Linked DNA regions of Mus musculus: region 1 is linked to region 2. The links are chromatin contacts, called in public HiChIP or PLAC-seq maps. All regions are on one chromosome and are shown on one strand. The core of a region is the stretch at or near the end of the contact, and the rest is flanking DNA. Distances in the headings are between cores, read along the strand shown.

Region 1 (6,516 bases), core at 809-3,308, 44 kb before region 2:
TTTATTTAGATTTATTTATTATTATATGTAAGTACACTGTAGCTGTCTTCAGACACTCCAGAAAAGGGCGTCAGATCTCATTACGGATGGTTGTGAGCCACCATATGGTTGCTGGGATTTGAACTAATGACCTTTGGAAGAGCATTCAGTGCTCTTACCTGCTGAGCCATCACACCAGCCCTTACTTATTTATTTTCGAGACAGAATTTCTCTGTATAACCTTGTGTACTCATTCTATAGACCGGGTTGGCCTCAAACTCAGAATCAGAGATCCACTTGCCTCTGCCTCCCGAGTTCTGGAATCAGAGGAGTAAGCTACCACCACCCAGCTTTTTTAATATAGTTTTTTAAAGTTTTATTCATTTCAAATGAGTATACTGTAGCTGTCCTCAGACACACCGGAAGAGGGCATCAGATCCCATTACAGATGGTTGTGAGCCACCATGTGGTTGCCGGGAACTGAATTCAGGACCTCTGGAAGAGCAGTCAGTGCTCTTAACCGCTGAGCTATCTCTCCAGCCCTATATCTTATGTTTTTATTGTGCTTGGAGTTGGTTCTTTCTTTTCACCATGTGGGTTGTGGGGACCCAACTTAAGTCATCAGTAATGTCTTTACTGTCTAAGTAATCTCTGAAGCCCTTGATTAGTTTTTGAGACAAGGTATCACTCTATAGCCCAAACTGGCCTGGAGACTCATTATGCGACCTTGACTGGCCTTCAATTTACAGCAATCCTTAAGTCGCAGCTTTATGAGTGTAAAGATTACAGACGGCAGCAACCATGGCCAGCTCATTCTCAGCCTTTCTAAAATGGTACAGTCTTAAAGTCAGAATCTGAGAAGCCATTAACTCTTCAGTTTATTAACATCCAAGGGATGGCCTGCTCTTGCTCTCCTGGATTTTAGTTCCTCTTCCTTTTCTAGGCTCTATGAGTTAGTCACGTAAGAATTGAGAAATTGCAAACAGGTATTTGAGGTAGGGCATTTCTTCCTGAAAATTTTTTCTCCTAGACTCTTCTGAAGAGAACTGCCCGTCCTTTAGGCAGGAATCCCAGGCTGAGTAGCCGCCGGGTCTGTATTCAGAATGAGTTTACTGATAACAGCTTGTGTCTGAAACTCCAGCCTGGCCCTAGGCCAAAGAGGAATGGATTCCTTCTAGCAGTGTGGGGTCAGTTAGGAAGGGAGCAGAGCCTACCACAGTTCTGATTTCCACAGGTATTATGCACTGTCAGGTTTAGTAACTTGTTAAATCTCCAGTCTCTGGAGTTTGGGCCCTCTGGTGAGCCCAGGAGAGTTAAGAACTACTTTAGGACCCTCCATAAATGGGGGAGGCCAGATTCTAGCAGTAACCACCCATCTAAAGAATGTGGGCCACCGGGGGGTGAGTGACCTGTGCTAGCGGGTCAGAGCTATTTTGAGCTCCAGAGGAGGCATTGGATTTTAGCTTTCCAAGGAGGGGGAGGGGAAGCCTGTTGTATGGCCAGCACTAAAGAAATGGGTTACCTTCCTGCCCACCCACCCGGATCTGGCCTTAGTTTCTCCATCCATATTAAGGAGAGGGTAACAAGGCCTCTCTTCCTTTGCAATTGGGAGGGCGCTTCCTGAGTGTTTGAATGGTTTAGATACCGCTTGCGTTTTGCTCGAAGGAAATTAGGGGGCAGCTGTGTGGTGGCTTGTTGTGGCCGGACCGGTTCGCCGGCCTGTCCATACCTCGATTTATTCTTCGGGAGAAGTTGGGAAAGGTGCCCCTCCCCCACCCCAGCTAGCAAGCGCTCCCAGCTACCCGGACTGGCTAAGGCGTGTCCCGGGACCCACTTGGTCGACTTCGGGGGCGGGGCCTCTACGTCGGGGCGTGGCTTTTGGGGCGGGGGCGTGACAGGCCAATGGGCAGAGAGGTGCGGGACGGGGCGGGGCCTGTGCGCGGGTGCGGCGCGCTGCGGGGCTAGCGACGCAGGCAGAAGCGGGCCGCGCGCTGAAGGCTAGTCGGCGCCGCTCCGAGTCGGCCGTGGGATTGGCTGCGGCACTCGCGTGTCAGGCGGTTGCTAGGCTCCGGCCGCGCGCCCCGCCCTCGCGCTCGGCGCCCTCTCACCGCTCGGTACGTGATCGCGCGGAGGCTGCGGCGCGGCGCTCGCGCTCCTGGGGCTCGGGGGCGGCAGCGGCGGTAGCTTCGCGCGGAGTCCCCGGGGAGTGGCGGCGGTGTCCCTGGGCCCGGAGGAGCGAACACCTGCCGCGGCCTGCCCGTGGTGCTGGGTGAGTGCGCCTCCCGCCTCTGCCTCCCGGTGCCTGCCTGCTGGGGCCGGGATCCCCGCTGCAGCCGACCGAGCCTTCCGCGGAACACCTGCTGCTGCTCCCTTTCGGCCCGGGGCGGGGACACGGCCACGGACGTCCTTGCGGGTGAGGAGGCGGCGCCGCCGCCGTCCGTGCGGAGCCGCCCCTCGGCTCTCCGTCCGGTAGCTGAAGGCTGAGGCCGGAGCTGCGCGCCGCGGCGACGGGCCAGGCCTCGGCCCCGGCCCGCGCTCCCGGGAACGCGGGGCCTGTGCATCGGCCGCGGGCGTGTGCGGCCTGCGGGCTGCCTCCGGGTTGCCAGTGGGGGTCGCGGCCCAGTTAGGAGGCATCTCTACTGTGGGGCTCCTGCCAGAGGCTGGGAAGGGCGCCGCCCCCGCCTCTTGCTTTGAGCTGCTCCGAGTCTTGGGGTTCTTTCCTCCCCCTCGGTTGCGCTTCTGTGGGAGACTCCTTTACTACCTTTGCAGTGGGTATTTGGGAAATCAGGTTCACTTGCGAGTATATTTGGAAAATGTTCCCAGAGGGAACACCATGTTGACTCAGAGTCCTTTGCTATAACTCCCAAGTTCATTTATTGACAAACTCAACGGGCAATTAAAAACACACCTCTTAATCTCTACAATTTGAGAAGCTTTTGTTAAGTTGAATTACATCAAGATTAGTTTTCGTGGTGATGACGAAGTTTTGACTGGTCCGCCTAGTCTGGGACAGTACCTTTATAGCCTAGAGGTCTAACTTGAGAGTCCAGCCTGCTGTTTCCCTAAATAAGCGAGTAGAAGTAGTTCTTGGCGTGGAAGCCAGACTCGTGAAGTGAGGGTGGTGTTTATAGAACATAACTCCAGCTAGAGTTGGGTGTGCTTCCAGATGTTTTGGAATCTGATGGAGATGGGGTGTTGCAATCATATTAGTATATATTGTGCTTAATGAGCAAGAGACATACTTTCAGAATGTTCTAGTTTAGAAAAAGAATTCCACGGTAACGGGTTGTACAGATCGATGGTTTAAATATGGAGAATTGAAGTTCTTTTTGCCTTGAAGTCAAGGACATGGTCAGCGTGCTTAAAGGACATAGGGGCTATTGGAGAAATCAGATCTCACTAGGGAGTTAGTTGCAAGGCGTGTGGGATCCTGTGTGAAGGTAGGAGTAAGTAGCACTATGCAGGCAGCACCGGGTGGGAATGTGCAAGCATTGTTGATATGTACCTCTGTTGAAATTGTCACCGGACAAGTCCTCATCATTCTAAAAAACCTGATTTGACAAGATGCATTCATTTAGTAAATGTTTGACTTTACTCCCTGGGGACTTCTGGGTAGGACTTGGGGGCCCATGTAATACATCTTGCTTTGTCCTTAACTGATTTTGGGTTCAGTGAATGAGAATCAGAACCCATGACGAGAATATGCTTGCTTGCATGGTAGCCTGAAGAGAGCCTTCCTGAGCCGTGCGTGGCCTTCAGGGCCAGCAGGAATTAGCTGGGGGACATAAAGGCTTGTACACCCGGAACCACATGTACATGGTTTAAAATAGAGCCTGGGAGTCTTCCAGCTGGACAGGTGGGAGCTCTGGGCCTTCTTTGCACATAGGAGCTCCAACCTCTTAGGGTACAGGAGCTTGAGAATGCTTTTAATCGTTTGAGTGGCATAATCTAGATCGAGTTTAGAAAGAGATATGTTGGTGGCATGTCGGGAGTGTCAGAGATGTCCAGACCTCTGGTAGTAAAGTCAGCCAGCTGAGAGGAAGGAGGACGAGCCATTTGAGAGGGGAGACTGAAAAGGTAGTGCAAAGTGAATGGCCAGCCTGATGGGAGGGGAAGCCTGAAGTCAGGAATGTTCAGGCCCAAAGTCTAAGAATGACCAAGGATTTAAAGCCATTGGGGTGGGGGTGGGGATTTAAAGCTATGTGGTAGAGATTCTGCATATCGTGGGTGAAGTTCTAAGTTTCAACCCCCAAAACCAACCTCCAAACTTTTTGTTGTTGAGACGGTCTCTTGAAGCCCATGCTGGTTTAAACCCATTTAGTGGTGAGGCTAGCATAGCATTACACTACTGACCCTTCTGCCTTTTCCTCCTAACTTCAGGGATTAGGCCTGAGCCACTATACTTAACTTTTAAAACTCTTGACTGCTGAATGGGTGGCTGACAGGTTTGCTTATCTGTTAGGTATTAAGAATGATGGGGCTTGGAGGAATTGGGGGAAGTTTACTTTGATTGGTGTTGTTGCTTATAAAAGAGATCTAGCATTTGATTGTTAAAAAAAGTCTTCTAGCTTGGTGTAGTATGGTAGCTATAAATCCTAGGATTCAAGCAATCTGAGACAAGACCCTAAGATTGGGGGTCACAGGGCAGTCTGAACTATGCTGTGAGGCCATGTTTCCAACTAACATACCTACACTGTATTTGAACATGGGGTGTTGTATTTCCTTTTTTCTTCCTTGAGACAGGGTCTCATTGCTTTAGCTCTGGCTGACCTAGAAGTCACTGAGTAGACCAGGCTGGTTTTAAACTCAGAGAGCCTTCTGCCTCTGCTTCTTTCTTGCTGGGATTAAAGGATCAGCCATCATGGTTGGCATGTTGTCTTCTACCTTACAGATAGAGGTAGTTTCTCCCACTTCCTGGGTCAGTAATGGCATGGACTGATATAACTACCATTTGCACTTAAAGTCCTTGTATTTCTGCTTCGTGTGTGTTGTTCTGATACCCAGTAGAAAACTTCTGTGTGTGTGGCTTAGCACACACTCATGAGGGCGCACTTACAAGTGGAAGCCAGAGGAGAATGTCTTTCTCTGTTACTCACCAGACTCTCGCTAAACTTGGAGCTTATCATTTTCACCTAGACTAGCTGGCTGACTGGGTCCTGGGATCTGCCTGTCTGTCCCCCGCCACCCCCAGGACTGTTGTTTCTGGAGTTACAGGTACATGCAGTCCTGCCTGCCCAGCTTGGGATCCAAATCCTTGCCTTCAGCACACACTCCAGTGTACAGAGTCATCCCTTCAGTTCCCTGGAATCTTTGTACTGCATAAAGAAATGGAGCCACAGAAAAAGGAACATGTCCACACTTTATGATAAAGTTATATGATATAACACAGTCAGGATTTGTTGTTGTTGTGTTTTCTTTTTCTTTTTATGTGTTTATTTTTAATTACTTATTTTTACTTTTGTGTATGCATCTGTGTCTATGTCAGTGTACGCCTAGTGGGTATAGATTCCTGAAGAAGAGAGCGTTGAGCCTCTGGAGCCGGAGTTAACAGAGATAGTTCCTAGTTTCCCAGTGTGGGTATTGGGGTCTGAACTTAGTTCAGGTCCTTTGGAAGAACAGCAAATGCTCTAAACTGCTGAGCTATCTCTCCAGTTCCTTGTTTTTGTTTGTTTGTTTGTATGTATGTATATATGTAGGTTTTCTTGAGACAGGGTTTCTTTGTGTACCCCTGGCTGTCCTGGAACTCACTGTGTAGACCAGGTTGGCCTCAAACTCATGGAGATCTACCCACCTCTGCCTCCCAAGTGCTGGTATTAAAAGCATGTGCCACCGCCACCCGGCTCTGACTAATACTTCTTAAAAAAGCAAAATTGATCACTGCAGCTATGCTCCAAGACCTTCGGGGTGCCCAGTTCCTCTAAGGCCCTCTATGTAAGCACTTTGGCTCCAACCTACCAGAATACCCAAGGAGTGAGTGTCAAGCTGTAACTCCCTAGAGCTAGCGTTACATACGTGTGTGTGCACATGCATGCAGGTGCCTTTAACAGTTAGGAAGCTGTAACTCCTAGAGCTAGAGTTGCAGGCAATTGGGAGCTACTCTACATGGATTCTGGGAACTGAACTCAGGTCTGCTACAAAAATGACAAGGACTCTTTTAAATCATTCCTATTTTATGTGTATGTTTTGCCTGAATGTTCTGTGTGTGTGCCTAATGACCAGAGATGTCAGAAGAGGGCATTGGATCCTGTCTATACTCCAGTTCTAGGGTTGTGTCTCGAAAATCAAAAAACAAACAAACAAACAACGACAAAGTAGTATTAGTCACAATCAGAGAGATGGCTTAGCAGTTACCTGAGTTCAATTTTCAGTCCCCACATGGTGACTAACTGGGATCCAGTTCCCTCGACTGGTGTGCAGATATACATGCAGACAAAACATCTATGTACATAAATATAAAAGGGAAGCAGCATTAGTGTTAATGTTAGTATTAGTCATTGCTCAGGTCTTGTGGGAAGCTAGTGGACTTGACCCACTGGG
Region 2 (6,514 bases), core at 392-2,891:
CCAACACTTTTTTGTAGTCCAATCTGGCCATGTGAGTAGTGGAATTTAGGTGTGTACCACCCATCCAAACCTCTAACACATTTAATTAGTTAAACATTTTGGGGTGCAAAGTCTCCCTGTTGTAACCCTCCTGGCCTTGAATTTGCTAGGTTGCCCAAGCTGGGTGGCTACAATCTGTTAGGAGAAAGGGCACAGTGCTCCTGACGAGGCACACACAGTTAACACTTCATATACATGTACACCTTCTGTGACACCAGGACTCATGGCCGATCCTCTGAATGGACCGCACTTGCCCTCACTCACTGCTGTCAGAGCTCTCCTGAGAGATGAAGTTTGAAATCCTCATGTCTTAGCTTCTCTGCTGCTAAGATTTTAGGCCTGTGTCACCCATATTTATTTGGCTTCTTCAGCTCTTCTAATACCTTCCAAGTTTCTCTGGTCTATGGGGATAGAGAGTGTCTAAGGCTGCTGTCAGACAAACTTATCTTTTACCCTGTGTACCAGGGCCACTAGACATGTTGTTCAGAGAGCCAAGGTGTTTGTTAAGCTCCAAGAGGGCCTGTTTTGATGCAATTGTATTTTGCTGGCATAGGGCATCCCTGGGAGCGCAGATTTGTGTGCACTGCCCTGCATCCCTGTCGGCACCACACTGCTCATCTCTCAGGAGAGCTCTGACAGCAGTGAGTGAGGGCAGGTGCGATCCATTCAGAGGATCCGCCATGAGTCCTGGTGTCACAGAAGGTGTACATGTATATGAAGTGTTAACTGTGTGTGCCTCGTCAGGAGCACTGTGCCCTTTCTCCTAACAGATTGTAGCCACCCAGCTTTATACAGCAGTGATTGAATTTGTACTGTTCTTTGGGTTTTGATCCCTGCCAGAAGGTCACTCTGGTGACCAAGAGTGAGCATTTGAGACTTGTACAAAAATTTTCCAGAGCTAGTCAGATGGCTTAATGGGTAAAGGCACTTGGTGCCAATCCTGATGAATTATGAATCCTAAGATCCATGTGATAAAAGGAGACCCCAAAAGTTATCCTTTGACTTCAGTATGCCTGCTGTGACATGCACCCTCTCCCCAGTAAAGAAATCATAAAAATTAAAATTTGTCCCAGAGGGACAGCTTAATATAGGCATGTAGATATAATTTACAAGGCTTCTAGCATAAGCAGGCATGATTCTTGCTTATAGAAAGCCAGCATCAGAAAGATATTCGGGCTGCTTTTAGCCAAGTAGCAGAAACTGTCTTTTCTCCCCAGAGCATGGAAAACCAGCACATAGTAGTTGGAGTTGTGCCCTGGACATTGCCTGACTGCTAAATGCAGAGCTGTTAGTCATGCCTGTGAAACAGACACCCCATGTGACATGTGACCACAGATAGTAGGACTAAGCTCATGCTTTTAGTGGGGTAGGGTTTGTCTTATAACTAGTGCTGTTTCCAAATAAGCTAAGATTTAAAATTGAGAGTCAGGCTGGGGAAGTAAAAGATCTACTGGACCTAGTAGATTAGATGGAAAAGTAAATGAACTATATTAGAAAAAAAAAGTAGTAAAAATGAAAAGGCCCACACCCTCCTGTGCATCCATTAGGTGAACGCCTAGTACTGAAATGTACCCCTTCCGTGCTTCCAGGAGTTGAGCACAGGCTTTCCACATGCTCGACAGGAACTTCACTGCTGAACCACACTCAGCCCAGCAGCTGGGCAGGCTAGGGAGGGAGAGTGGGGAACAGACAAGTAGTGGAATAAATAGGGCAGAGTCTCCAGATACCGATGGGAGTTTGGGTTTTAGTTACCATTTCAAAATTTCCCCAACACTCATGGGAACAGAATTCAAATCCAAAAGTTATAAAACTGGTCTCCAACTCCCTATAGAGTCCAGGATACTTGTATTTCTGGTCCTCCTGGCTTCACTTCCCAGGGCTAGGATTCCAGGCCTGTGTCACCATGTTTTGCAATTAAGTAATTAATGCCCATACTACCCCCCCTTGTGTGTGTGCGTGTGCGTGCGCGTGTGCGTGTGTACAGTAGGACAACTGTGGGAACCAGTTCTTTCTTCTCTCTCCTGCCATATGGGTTCTAGCGATTGAACTCAGGTTATTAGGCTTGGTGGTGTGAATCTTTACTCAGCGGCATCTCGCTGGCCCTTGCTTTGTTCTTTGAGACAGAGTCTTGCTGTAGAGCCCTGGCTAATCTGCTGGTCGTTCTCCTTCCTTTTCCTTCTGCCTCCTGAGTGCTAGGATTTACAGGCCCAAGTGTGTGCCACCACACCCTGCTTAAGATTTATTTCATATCACATGATTCAGTAGAAAACACGCTAATGTCATACATACCTGAGTATGCAGATTTGTCAACGTTATCATTCTTCCATATTTTTATGATTGATCTAAGAAAATTTGGAGAGTCTAGAGAGATGGCTTAGTGATTTAAAGCATTTATTTGTAGCTCTTGCAAATGACCTGGGTTCAATTCCTGTCACTCATATGGCAGCTTAAAATTATCCATAAGTACGGCTCCAGGGGATCTGAAACGTTTTCTGACCTTTGAGGACACAGGCATACACGTGGTGCACATACATGCAGGCAAACCATTCATACATAGAAAATAACTCAGCTGGGTGTGCTGGCGTACTCCTTAGATCTCAGCACTCTGGAGGCAGAAACAGGTGAGTGCTAGGCTGGCCTGGTTTACAGAATGGGTTCTAGGGCAACCAGGGCTACATAGGGAGACCCTGTCTCAAAAACCTAAAATAAAATAAAATTAATAAAGATAAAAGGAAAAAAGAAAGAAAGAAAAGGAGAAGTTGAGTGTGGTGTTTTAGGCGTGTGTTTGTAGCTTTACTGGGCTGGGAATGTGGCTCAGAAAGGTCTCTAGCATTCCTCTAGGGGCGGGCTGCTTAGAGGCAGAATGTCAGCTAATGTCATTCATTTAGAGTTCCCTCTCACAACAAAACAAACAGTTGGACTTAATTCCACCTATTTGTATTTTACAGAATTTTTTTGTTCATTTAGTAATGTGAGTGATTTAATACGCTATAGTTTCAATATGTATTATCCCTTTAAGTTACTTTTCGATGATATATTCACTTATTTTATATGCACTGGTTTTGCTTATATGCATGTCTGTGTGAGGGGGTCAGATTCCCTGGAACTGGAGTTACAGACAGTTGTGAGCCACCATGTGGGTGCTGAGAATTGAACCTGGGTCCTCTGGAAGAGCAGCAAGTGCTCTTAACCACTAAGCCATCTCTTCAGCCTTCCCTTTAAATTACTAATGAGGTATTTTACGTTTTGTTTTTATATAAAATTTCAAACTTCAGTGTTATTTTACACTTACTAGACCAATCAGTTTCCATCAGTTTCCATCGCTAAGTAGCTGCTGAAGGACACAGGAGTAAGAGGCTCTAGTTAGGGCAGAATGTCTTGGCAGAACACTGGGGAAGTGTACAGTCTCAAAGCCGCCAACATGGTTTGAATGTTTGAATCTGTTCTTCTCTTGTAGGCTCTGGGTGCTCTAGGATGGAACAGCTGTGCAGAGGGTGAGGATCCAACCCTGGGACCACATCATTTGCTTTCTTCCTTAGCAACTGGTGGCTTGAACAAACACTAGCCTGGGTGAGGATGTCTGTGGACAACTGGCTACTGCACCCCCTCTGGGGACAGACCTTTCTCCTCCTCCTGTCTGTGGCTGTGGCTCAGGCCCACTGGCCCAGTGAACCCTCAGAGGCTGTGAGGGACTGGAAGAACCAGCTTGAGGCGTCCATGCACTCAGTTCTCTCCGACTTCCAGGAGGCTGTTCCCACCGTGGTTGGCATTCCAGACGGTACGGCTGTTGTCGGGCGCTCATTTCGAGTGAGCATTCCAACGGATTTAATTGCCTCCAGTGGGGAGATCATCAAGGTGAGACTGCATGCAAGCACAGCTGAGGAAGGAAGAGGCCCCCTCTTCCACTTAGTTCTGATACTCGATGCCTTTTCCTCTTTTGTTGTATCTTACTGATTTATCTATTGAGACTGGGCTGGCTCGAGCACTCACATGTATGTATGAATACCACATGTGTGCCTGCCACCTGCAGAGATCAGAAGCTGTCAGACTCACTGAGCCGTGACTCCCACCTGAGCCATTCCTCCTTTAAGGCCCAGGCTGGGAAAGCTCCCAGCAACAGCTTTTTCTTTCTTTTTTAAATTGTGTGTGCCACTGAAGTCAGAAGAGGATGTGCATTCCTTGGAACTGGGGTTACACATGGTTGTGAGCTCTCATTTGGGTGCTGAGAACCAAGCCCTCTAGAAGAGCACCCAGTGCTCTTCACCACTGAGCCGTCTCCAGCCACAGCCCAGCAGCACTTCCACTTTCGGCTCTCAGTTGAAACTTTCACAAAGTCTGGTGTGGCCTTTCTGACATACAAACCCAGCCTTCTAGGTTGAACAGCCGCAGATTCCATGCCAGTCTTACCTGGAAGAGGTGAATCTGTTGCTCCTTTCCTTTTAGTGTGGGTGAGCTTTTCCCTCTGGACTCCATTCTCTGTAAATCATAGTCTGTTTGCAGGGTGGCCTTACTTCGGAAGACCCTAGCTCATAGAGCAGGTGAATTCTATAGATCAATATCAGTTTCGATCTCTCTGTCTCTGTTGTTGTTTGTTTTTGAGACAGGGTCTCACCATGTAGCTCTGGCTGTCCTGGAAGTTGCTTTGTAGACCAGGCTGGCCTTGAACTCGAGAGATTCCCTTGCTTCTGCCTCCTGATGGCTGGGATTAAAGACGTGCACCGCCAGCACCAGCCCATAGAACTCTTCTACTCCAGCAGGCAGATGCTAATCTATTAGTTAAAGACTGGTAGCTCGAAGGATATGTTGCTTGCCTGATTTTATATGACCCTTTGAGTGTCCTGACTCTGCATTGGTTGCCTTTGTTCCGGTGGTTATTGGAATGTTTTACATGGGTTAATTTTGACCAGAAGTATCTTGAATTGATACAGTGACTTAGATATTTGTAGTATCTGGCAGAGACATATAATGAATGGGCTTACCAGGAGCATAAAGAGCTTTTACTGGGAAAACAGGATTTATCTGAACATATTTATCTGTGGAGAACAAACAGTTTAGTAGCTGATGAGCCTTTGGGAGAGCAGATGAAGTACTGGGGTGTAGTTCAGCAGCAGAGGGCTTGCCCAGCACACTGGACTAAGATTCCATTCTGTAGCCACCCTGCTCCTCAGAACCAGGGCTGTGTGGACTGAGGGTTTGGAAAGGTAATGCATGACCTGATTCTGGGAGCTTCGCTTTGCTTTTCTCGCCTGTGAAAATAAGCTTAAAGAGGATTTACTTACTTATCTTGAGACAGAGTCTTCGCTGGCTTCTGAACTATGATCTTCCTACCTCTTCTGCTGTGTGGTGGGATTACAGGTGTGTGCCGCCGACCTGAATGAAAAGTCAGTGGTAAAGCAGCAACCGAAGGGCTGGAGAGAGAGAAGGCTCAGGAGTTAAACACTTGTTCAGAGGACCTGGGTTAAATTCTTAGCACATACCTGGTGGCTCACAACCACTCATAACTTCAGGTTTCAAATACTTCCTCTGCCCTTTGAGGGCACAAAGGATGCATGTGGGACACAGACATATATGCCAGCAAAACAATCATACACATGAAATAAAGTAAATACATCTAAAACCAAAATTTTAAAAAAGTTACATACACTTGCAAAGTATGTGAGAGACAAAGGAAAAGTTTTTGTGGCTTCCACCATTTTCTATGCTTATTAAGAGGTGGATGTACTACATATACAGATATTTTAGACTGACCCAAGATTTGTAGGTGTTTGTGTGTGTGTGTGAGTGAGTGCCAGCTGTGTATGATTCTGCAGGATGCAAAAGAGGGCACTGGATCTGTAACAGCTGGAGACACAAGTGGCCCTGAACCACTCAGCATGGGTGCTGGGCACTGAACTTTGGGCCTTGTAAGAATTGTAGCCTTTTTTCCTTTTCTTTTCTCCCTTTTTTTCCTTTTTTGAATTGTAAAATAATTACAATGTTTCTCCCTTCTTTTGTCTTCCCTCCAAACCCTCTCATATACCCCTCTTTAGACTTTTGGAAATTCGTGGCTTCTTTTTTCACTCATTCATATATATGTGTGTGTGTATATATATACTCATATATATATTCATATATATATATATTTGTAAATACCACCTGCTCGGTCTGTATAATGTTACTTGTATGAGTGTTTTCAGGGCTGACCATTTGGTACTGGGTAACCAATCATCATGCTCGCCCTGGGGAAGGGCACCTCTCCTGCTCTCAGCGTTCTCAGGTACCCACAGTTGTCTGTGTAGGGTTGAGACCTCCTGGCCTTTCTCCATCCACTTTTGGGATGTCCATGGGTTTTATCCTTGTTACAGCTCACATTTGGGCAGTTATATTGGTAAGACCTATGGGTGTTTTATTTTGTTTTGTTTTTGAAATAGGCTTTCACTATGTAGCACTGGCTGGAGTGGATCTTACTATGTAGACAGACTATCCTTGAATTCAC

The links. HiChIP or PLAC-seq counts read pairs in DNA pulled down with a chosen protein or histone mark.
Region 1: a contact with region 2 is called in an H3K27ac HiChIP or PLAC-seq map of cardiomyocytes, with 8 times the contacts expected there. The contact joins the promoter of Dag1 here to the enhancer-like site in region 2. A contact is called at or near these places in 11 of 39 promoter capture datasets (the 3T3-L1 cell line, 3T3-L1-derived adipocytes, the HPC-7 cell line and 6 more), 1 of 15 datasets of contacts at CTCF or cohesin (CD8 T cells), 45 of 484 Hi-C or Micro-C datasets (the AML12 cell line, B cells, the G1E-ER4 cell line and 24 more), 16 of 115 datasets of contacts at active chromatin or transcription factors (the 230-238 cell line, the HPC-7 cell line, the NIH/3T3 cell line and 10 more) and 3 of 9 other capture datasets (adipose tissue, macrophages and pancreatic islet).

The regions. Positions count from the first base shown.
Region 1 is chr9:108,259,357-108,265,872 of GRCm38.p6, reverse strand. It overlaps Dag1 (dystroglycan 1), which reads left to right and starts at 2,058. Exons shown (of 4, transcript NM_001276482.1): 1 at 2,058-2,248.
Region 2 is chr9:108,215,393-108,221,906 of GRCm38.p6, reverse strand. It overlaps Dag1 (dystroglycan 1), which reads left to right. Exons shown (of 4, transcript NM_001276482.1): 3 at 3,497-3,894. The coding sequence starts at 3,616. Among named protein-coding and RNA genes, the nearest start is that of Bsn, 28 kb to the right of the region's middle. Within about 2 kb of position 1,641, at least 82 of the 459 cell types and tissues checked have an H3K27ac peak or open chromatin away from gene starts, as enhancers often do. A contact at or near this core is called in 3T3-L1-derived adipocytes, the NIH/3T3 cell line, the STO cell line and 13 more, where this site is marked.